Regions from separate parts of the Mus musculus genome. Here region 2 is linked to region 1. Evidence: chromatin contacts called from public Hi-C data. All regions are on one chromosome and are shown on one strand. Each heading gives the region's core, a stretch centred on a gene start, on an enhancer-like site or on the middle of the called end of the contact. The rest is flanking DNA. Distances are from core to core; before and after follow the strand shown.

Region 1 (3,842 bases), core at 837-3,336:
CCTCTGCTATAGCTGGGAAAGCTAAGTAACTCCACATAGCGAGTAGGAGGGAAGAGAGACCCTGCAGCAAAGGCTAACCATCATTAGCATGACACAATCAGCACTTTTCTAGTTAAACCTTGAATTCTCAAACCTTGAGTTCTTTAAACCTTGAGTTGGCCTTATTTTTTTAATGAATTAATTTACATCCCAAATGTTGCCCCTTCCTTGTCTCCCTCACAGTCCCTTCCTCATAACCCTTCTTCTTTGAAAGGGAGAGGTGTCTCCTGGGTATTCCCCCACCTGGCAGGCACATCAAGTCTCTGCGGGGTTAGGCGCATCCTCTCCAACTATGAAGTTGGATTTATAATCCAGAATACAAGCTCAAGAGAATAGGCCAGCTATTGCTCTGTACTAAATTACTGCCTACAATCAACTTCCAATAGACTACTTGCCACAGAAAACAAATATATATATATATATATATATATATATATATATATATATAAAACAAATAAAAAGCATTTCTCATTAAATCAACACAAATCTAATTCTCTATTGTTCAAAACTTACTTCATTTCTGGCAGGTGTATCTGAAAAGTGCAACTGACCCAGGAAGAGAACACTCACAACATAATGCTTAATATTCTTCAATGCACATTGTAAATTCTTTTCTAGAAGGCTAGCTTTTAGTATGACTGGCTGATTGGCCCTGTTTTGCTGTTCCTCCTTGCTGTGATGTTTGCCTCTGTGGAGCTATGTAGATGTTCATCTGAGTTTGCAGCCTGAGCCAGGTCATCTGGGTGAGCTGCCTCTGCCTGCAGGCCCCACTTTTCTCAGGACACCACCCTGATGGCCCTTTTCTACCTCACCTGACATTCGTTTCTCCTTAGGATTCTCATCCAATGCATTTTAGTTAAATATGAAACAAAAAAGACAGTCATGAACATGACTCAAGTTCATCCCTAAGTTCATGAAGAGTTGTATCTAAACAAGAAATTGCCTTTTATGTAAAATGACAATCTCCTTCTCTCTCCTTCCTTCTTATCCCCACCTCTTCAGTGTGCGTGTGCGTGTGCGTGTGCGTGTGCGTGTGTGTGTGTGTGTGTGTGTGTGTGTGTTTTGGTGATTGAAACATTGGACCTCATAGATTCTAGGCAAGGGCTCTACCACTGAGCTACACTCTCAGACGCTCTTTTGGTTTTTAAATGTTATTATTAGCTCATAAAGCAGAAGCCTATGTATGACAAGCCTGGTATATTAAGCAACATTAAGAATATCTATCCTCTTGGTCTGGTTGTATAACTCAGTGAGTTAAGATACTTGCCACTGGGTCAGATCCTGATCTGACTTCAGTTCTCAGGCCCCATTGAAAGGTTAGAACTGACTCTGGCAAGTAGTCCTGTGGTCTATAGACAGTGCACGGGCAGGCATGCTTGTGAGAGTGCATGTGTGTGCGCATGCGCACACACACACACACACATCACACACACCACACAGACACACATCACATACACACACCACATAACACACACACACACACACACACACACACACACACACACACACACACACCCCACAGTTCATTAGTTAGGAAATATAACTTGTTTTATGAAAGAATTATTTTTCTTCTTGAGTTTTATATTTTCTCTGGATTTTGAACATTTTGGTATTGAGTAATTATAACAGCTCATGTTAACTGCAGATTTACTTCATAAAATATTTCAAATTTATGTCATACTTGGTATTAAGAATAATGTTATATCATATATAGTATTTCCTCCTATCTATGGCTGAGAACAAAGTGTTGAAAGATTCATTTATTAACTCTTGTTTTTATTCAGTAGATATGCCTTGAACTTTTATGCCATTCTGAGCTCCCGGGAAAAAGAAAGTTACAGGAGATAAACGTTTTCCGGCCTCATATAATTTATGTTGAATGGCAGAGTTAGCAATAAGTAAAAAACTGTTTTACTAATTTTAAGAAAGGAAATATACATGCATGTTTTGCATTAAGGAGGGCTGAGAGTGTTATGTGGGGCGTCACTGGAAAGTCAGGTGACCCTCGAATCTTCTGTGCTCTGAGCTAATGCACGGGCCGCACTGCATACTTTTCATTAACAAGAAGTTGCCCAATAGATGAAACCACACTCATTTCCCCTAAGCCTCACACCCCTCCTGCGCCTGGATGCAGTGTCAGGGTAACAGGCTGCTGCTTCCCACCAGACTCTCACACCACAGAGATGCCTTCAGCTACTTAAATCCTTCACACTGAGAAGAGAAAGGACTCTCGCTGGCCCCTCAAGTGTGAAAGTTTGATTCAGCCCGCGCTGCTAAAATCTCTATCAGTTATAACGTAAATGCAATTTAATGAGATTTCCTGCATCACTACTTCATTTTGTAAAAGATTAAGCACCTTTCACATGAGAAGAATATTTTGACGATATTTGCTGGAGACGAAGAGAAGGAAAGTGACTTGTGTGGGCATGTCTATGGTGAAGCTGTAAAGTCGGAGACTAACCAGGGTTGCCGCTTGCAAAGGCCATTTGTTCTTTCTCCTCAGAGCAGTAAAAGCAGCTGAGAAAATGGGAGTCCGGCATTTCTAGAGGGTTGTCATAGCGACAGGAGTTTGGTACAATACTGTCTATTTACTCGTCCCGACTCTTGGTTACCTCCCTCGTGACCCCGTGGAGCCTGAGGTAATGCATTCTGCACGGTAGCTGGGGTCTGAGGAGGTTCTAAGAACTTGCGGACAATTATGCATTGTGTTTCATTATTCATCACAGTGGGGTAACGTGAATCCCTCTGATGTCCACTGCAGGCTGATCTGAGGCCCCTGTTCACAAGGGAAGTCATGAGGAACGTGTATGCTGTTTTCAAAGCCTTCCCTACCTCCACCATTCTCCTTCGACTCGACAGGAATAATGTGTTTATGATGAGAAACGACTGTCCTGCTTTCTAGAGCTTGACTCTGTTCCAGACCATTGCTTTTTGTACACAAAGTGCCTCCCGCTATCAGAGAGTGGAGATATTTGCTCTGGACTACTTTATCATCTTCAAACCGTCACTGGCAGAAATGTGTGTGTGAGGTCAGCGCATTCATTCCACCAGCACCAGAAGCTAGCGCGTATCTGCGGCTGTAAATAAACAAGGGGCACGATGTTAGAAAAAAAAATGTTGGGGTTCTGACCTGCGCAAAGTCGACTGGAATGTTTCCCTAGTATTTATCCTCTGCTTTTCCAAGCTTTGTATAAACATGAATTTCCAGAATTTTTTAAGAACTGACGCTGATGAAAAAAATTCAGTCTTCTAATGAGTTTGTAAAACACATCAGATTTAATTGTTGAATACTATAAAAACAACAACAACAACAATAACAACAACAATGTGAACAGAAAGAAAAGGTGCATGTGCGTATTGAAGCAGCTTCAAAAAGAACTTTTCATTTTTTTTGTTATTTTTCATCATCAATACTAGAACAAAGACATATTTTATATGCATATTTAAAGAGTTGAAGTAGACGCTTACACTGCAAGAAGCTTAAATTCCAGACTTACTCAAAAGATGAGGAGTGTTGGATGTAAGATATGAATACCAAAGATTCTGGAACAGTCCAAGGCCCTGCTGACATTTTCTTGGTAAAGGAGGAAGATTGACAGTGAGCATAGCTCAGTTGTGAGTGTGTGACACTCAGTCACACAGGATCAGCTGAGCAGATACATCAGGGAGGTGACAAGACTTGTAGGATTGTCACCACATTTTAGGCATCCATTACATATCTTGGATATTAACTCTTTCTTAGATATGAGGATTGCAAATAGCTTCTCCCTCCCCCTCGAGTTTCTTGCCATTCTGTAGATCAT
Region 2 (3,842 bases), core at 762-3,261, 100 kb after region 1:
ATATGTGTATATATATATACACATACACACATATATCCTACATATATCCTACATATATCCTACATATATCCTACAGCTATTGGATACTTGGAGGACATTTTGTTTGTATGATGAAAAATATTCTTCCGAAGTTCCAATTAATTTTATCAAGAAAAGACTATGATATAGGTACAGAATAAAAAAAAGCTATGGTTTTCAAGTAGATGAAAGTTACTCTCACATATATGTGTCTATCTTTGCATCAGAGTATTAAAGGAAGGCATTTTGCAGTTTAATGACTTTACTCTTAATTGAACTTTAACACACACACACACACACACACACACACATTTGTGTTTAACTTACAGAGTAATGGTTTTCCATGCAAAGTTTTCATATATATTTTCCCCAACCTACCTTCTCTCAGTACCCTGTTCTCCAGCTGTACCCTCCCTCCCATTGATTATTGTCCTTCCCCTAAAGTCAGCACCACCACCACCTCCTCCATCACCACACAGAGCCCTTTCTAGTATCTTGAACAATATCTATGTTCCTCCCATTTGGGTACACATTTTTAAAAGCCAGAGGCTAGGATCTAGATATGAAATAAAACATTTAGGAAATTCACCTTTCAGAGCCTGCATTACTTTACTTTACATAATGTTTTCCAGATCCATCCATTTTTTTCCTGCAAATTTCACTTCTCTTTACAGCTGAAAAAATTCCATTGTACACATGGACTATGTCTTCATGACCCATTCATCTGCTCATGGATATCCAGATGGATTCCATTTCTTTGCAATGGAAAAGGATGAGAAACAAATATGGATGCACAACTATCTCTATAGCAGAACTTGAATACCTTTTCATATAGCTTAGGTATAGCTTGGTCTTTACTAAAATCCTAATAGTTACTAAAATTACTAAATTTAGTTTCTCAAGAAACCTCCACACTAATTTCTGTATTAGCTGTACTATACTTTTGTGAACATATCAACTCATACCTGCTGTGACTGCATGCACAAAATATGTTATAAGATCAGGTGAGCAAAATCCTAGCATAGATCATAGAAAGCTTCATGAAGCCCTTTTCTACGCTGTGAAGCCATTGATGACTGCTTGAAGAGTCAGTTTTCCTTAGGGAATACAACTTCTGAGAGGCTACACTGCCTCTAGTGCATCACCCTATGTCCACTCATATACAGGCAGAACTAAATGGATTCCATGGGATAAAAAAAAAAAAAAATCCATGGAGTTTGGAGGAAATAATGCTGGAAAAATAAGGGAGGGATTAGAGACTGAGGAATGGAGCTAGATTTGATCAAAATGCATGTATAAAATGTTCAAATAATAAAAAAGCAAAAGATTATATAACTCTGTTCAAAATAGTTTTAGGTTTTCAATTCTGGAATGCATAGAATACAACAAACAAAACAAAACAAAACAAGCAAGCAAGCAAGCAAGCAAACAAACAAACAAACAAAAAACCCAGGGTCTCACTATGTAGATAAGGCTAGTCTCTAACACAATGATCTATTTGTCAGCCTGCCTCTGCCTCTGCCTCTGCCTCTGCCTCTGCCTCTGCCTCTGCCTCCTCTGCCTCCTCTGCCTCCTCTGCCTCCTCTGCCTCCTCTGCCTCCTCTGCCTCCTCTGCCTCCTCTGCCTCCTCTGCTTCCTCTGTCTCCTCTGCCTCCTCTGCCTCCTCTGTCTCCTCTGCCACCTCTGCCTCTGCCACCTCTGCCTCTGCCTCCTCTGTCACCTCTGCCTCTGCCTCTGCCTCAGCCTCCCAAGTTCTAGGATTAAAGACATGTGCCACTATGCTCAACAAAACTGGGTATTTTCATTAATATGCATATATAACAAATATATATTTAACTTTAAGTGTAATTTTAAAATTAATGCAGAGGCATGAAAGTTTGAAGTATGTATATTTTAGTAAGCTAGTTTTAGTTGGACATCTTCCAGCTGATTAGAGAGGGTTGTCATCCCAAAGAGGAAGTCATTAGTAGTTCACATGATGAAGTGCATTCTTCATGTTCAGTGTGTGGAAGAAATCTTGCTGGTAAATAAATCCACAAAGCTTGAACTTACGGAACTTGTATTATTGATTGTGAAATAATTTTCTTCAATAGGAAACAACTATCCCAGCAAAACTTCATTTAAATACAAGTTTGGAAAAAGTTTTCATAGAACAAAGAGTCAAAATATATTAATGCTTTATTTGTTTAATAGTACATTTTAAAATGTGTCAAGACATTTCAATGAATAGGACAATGGAAAGAAGATGCAATTATCCTAATCCTTACATTAAGTATAATTGGATAGGAATCATATACAGGTGATGAGAGGATTTGGAGCTGTAGAGAAGAGAGACTGGAGGGTATACGTGTTCTAGGAACGCACCAAACCAAGGAGCTGCTCACTAATGAGTTCCCAAGTGTCTTAGTTACTTTTTTATTACTGTGAAGAAATGCCATGATTTAGAAAGCATTTGATGTAGTGGATCATAATTCTAGAGGTTAGTAAAGCCTATGGTGGGGAGCATGGTATCAGACAAAGAGGCAGGCATGGCCTGGAGCAGCAGCTGAGGGTTTATATCCCATGCACAAGGAGCAGGAAGGGAGAAAAAGGCAGACAGACGGACAGACAAACAGACAGATAGGGCCTGTCTTGGGATTTGAAACATCAAAGCTCAACCCTAGTGACACACCTTCTCCAACAAGATCACATCCTTCCCCTGATAGTGCTACTAACTCAAGAGCAAGCATACATTCCAGAGATGGCGGTGAACAATGCAGTCCCCAAAAGCATGGTTCCTCCTAAAATTGTGTGCAGTGACATGGCAGTGACATGCAGTGACATGGCGTAGAAATGGAGAGCAGACTGGTGGTTTCAAATGGCCACTTAGAACATGGAGAGGGAGAGAGTGTGACTATTAACATATGGGTAATATTCCTGTCAATCTGATTATACTAAATGGTGCTCAGCAAATAAACTGTCATTCCTTAGTTTCTCTATGAAGGTATTTGTGGAATATATCAGCATTTGAATTAGTAATTAAAGAAAGAAAAATTGCTGTTGCCCATTTGTCTGGTCACCATCTAGTTCTGACATAGCTTCAAATAATAAGGAATATAAAAGAAGGCAGGGCTCCCTGTATCTCTCTATCTCTCTGTCTCTGTCTCTCTGTCTCTGTCTCTCTCTGTCTCTCTCTGTCTCTGTCTCTCTCTGTCTCTCTGTCTCTGTCTCTGTCTCTGTCTCTCTCTCTCCTTCATCTGAAGCATTCATCTTCTCTGGCTCTGCACCATCACAAAGTAAGGCTCTCTGGTCTCAGACTCCAGAACCTACACCATTGGTTTGTTGGCTCTCATGTTTTTGCCTCAGACTGGTTGCTGCTTTCCTGGTTTTCCACCTTGAGAAAAAAGCACATTGCAGGACATCTAGGCCCCCATATTCTAATACATAGTTACATATATGACTATGCACTGATATTAGAATTTATAAATGTAATTGAAAATTGGTGGCATGAAGTTTTTTTTTTTTCAGGAATAGGAGCATATATCAAAGTTTCTAGCAGAAACACAAGAAAGTCATTTTCTTTTATTACATCTTTTATTTTACATCACGACTCTTTAACTTATGAACGGTTTGAACCTCTAATACCTCGTGTTCGCTTGTTTACTTGAAGTGCGTGAGGAAAAAACAGATATGAAGGTCTTAAAAACTAGAGAGACTGACTACGACATTACTGTTGTGTTACAAAACTTTCTGGTGAGATGCAGCATGTGTCTACTCACAGGGAGCCCACAACACAACAAAATACAGGTAACACCAAAGTCCAACACCATTCAGTCAAAGTGTTA

What was found. A called contact is a pair of places that touch in the nucleus more often than the background predicts.
Region 2: a Hi-C map of bone marrow-derived macrophages shows a contact between it and region 1, with 2.4 times the contacts expected there. The contact joins the enhancer-like site here to the promoter of 4930518C04Rik in region 1. A contact is called at or near these places in 4 of 484 Hi-C or Micro-C datasets (LSK cells, bone marrow-derived macrophages, embryonic fibroblasts and 1 more) and 2 of 115 datasets of contacts at active chromatin or transcription factors (bone marrow-derived macrophages and trophoblast stem cells).

The regions. Positions count from the first base shown.
Region 1 is chr14:103,896,681-103,900,522 of GRCm38.p6, forward strand. It overlaps 4930518C04Rik (a long non-coding RNA gene), which reads left to right and starts at 2,087. Exons shown (of 2, transcript XR_383716.3): 1 at 2,087-2,678; 2 at 2,801-3,842.
Region 2 is chr14:104,000,655-104,004,496 of GRCm38.p6, forward strand. All of the region lies in intron 1 of 4930432J09Rik (RIKEN cDNA 4930432J09 gene), which reads right to left. Among named protein-coding and RNA genes, the nearest start is that of Gm41238, 4.6 kb to the right of the region's middle. Within about 2 kb of position 2,012, at least 1 of the 459 cell types and tissues checked has an H3K27ac peak or open chromatin away from gene starts, as enhancers often do. A contact at or near this core is called in bone marrow-derived macrophages, where this site is marked.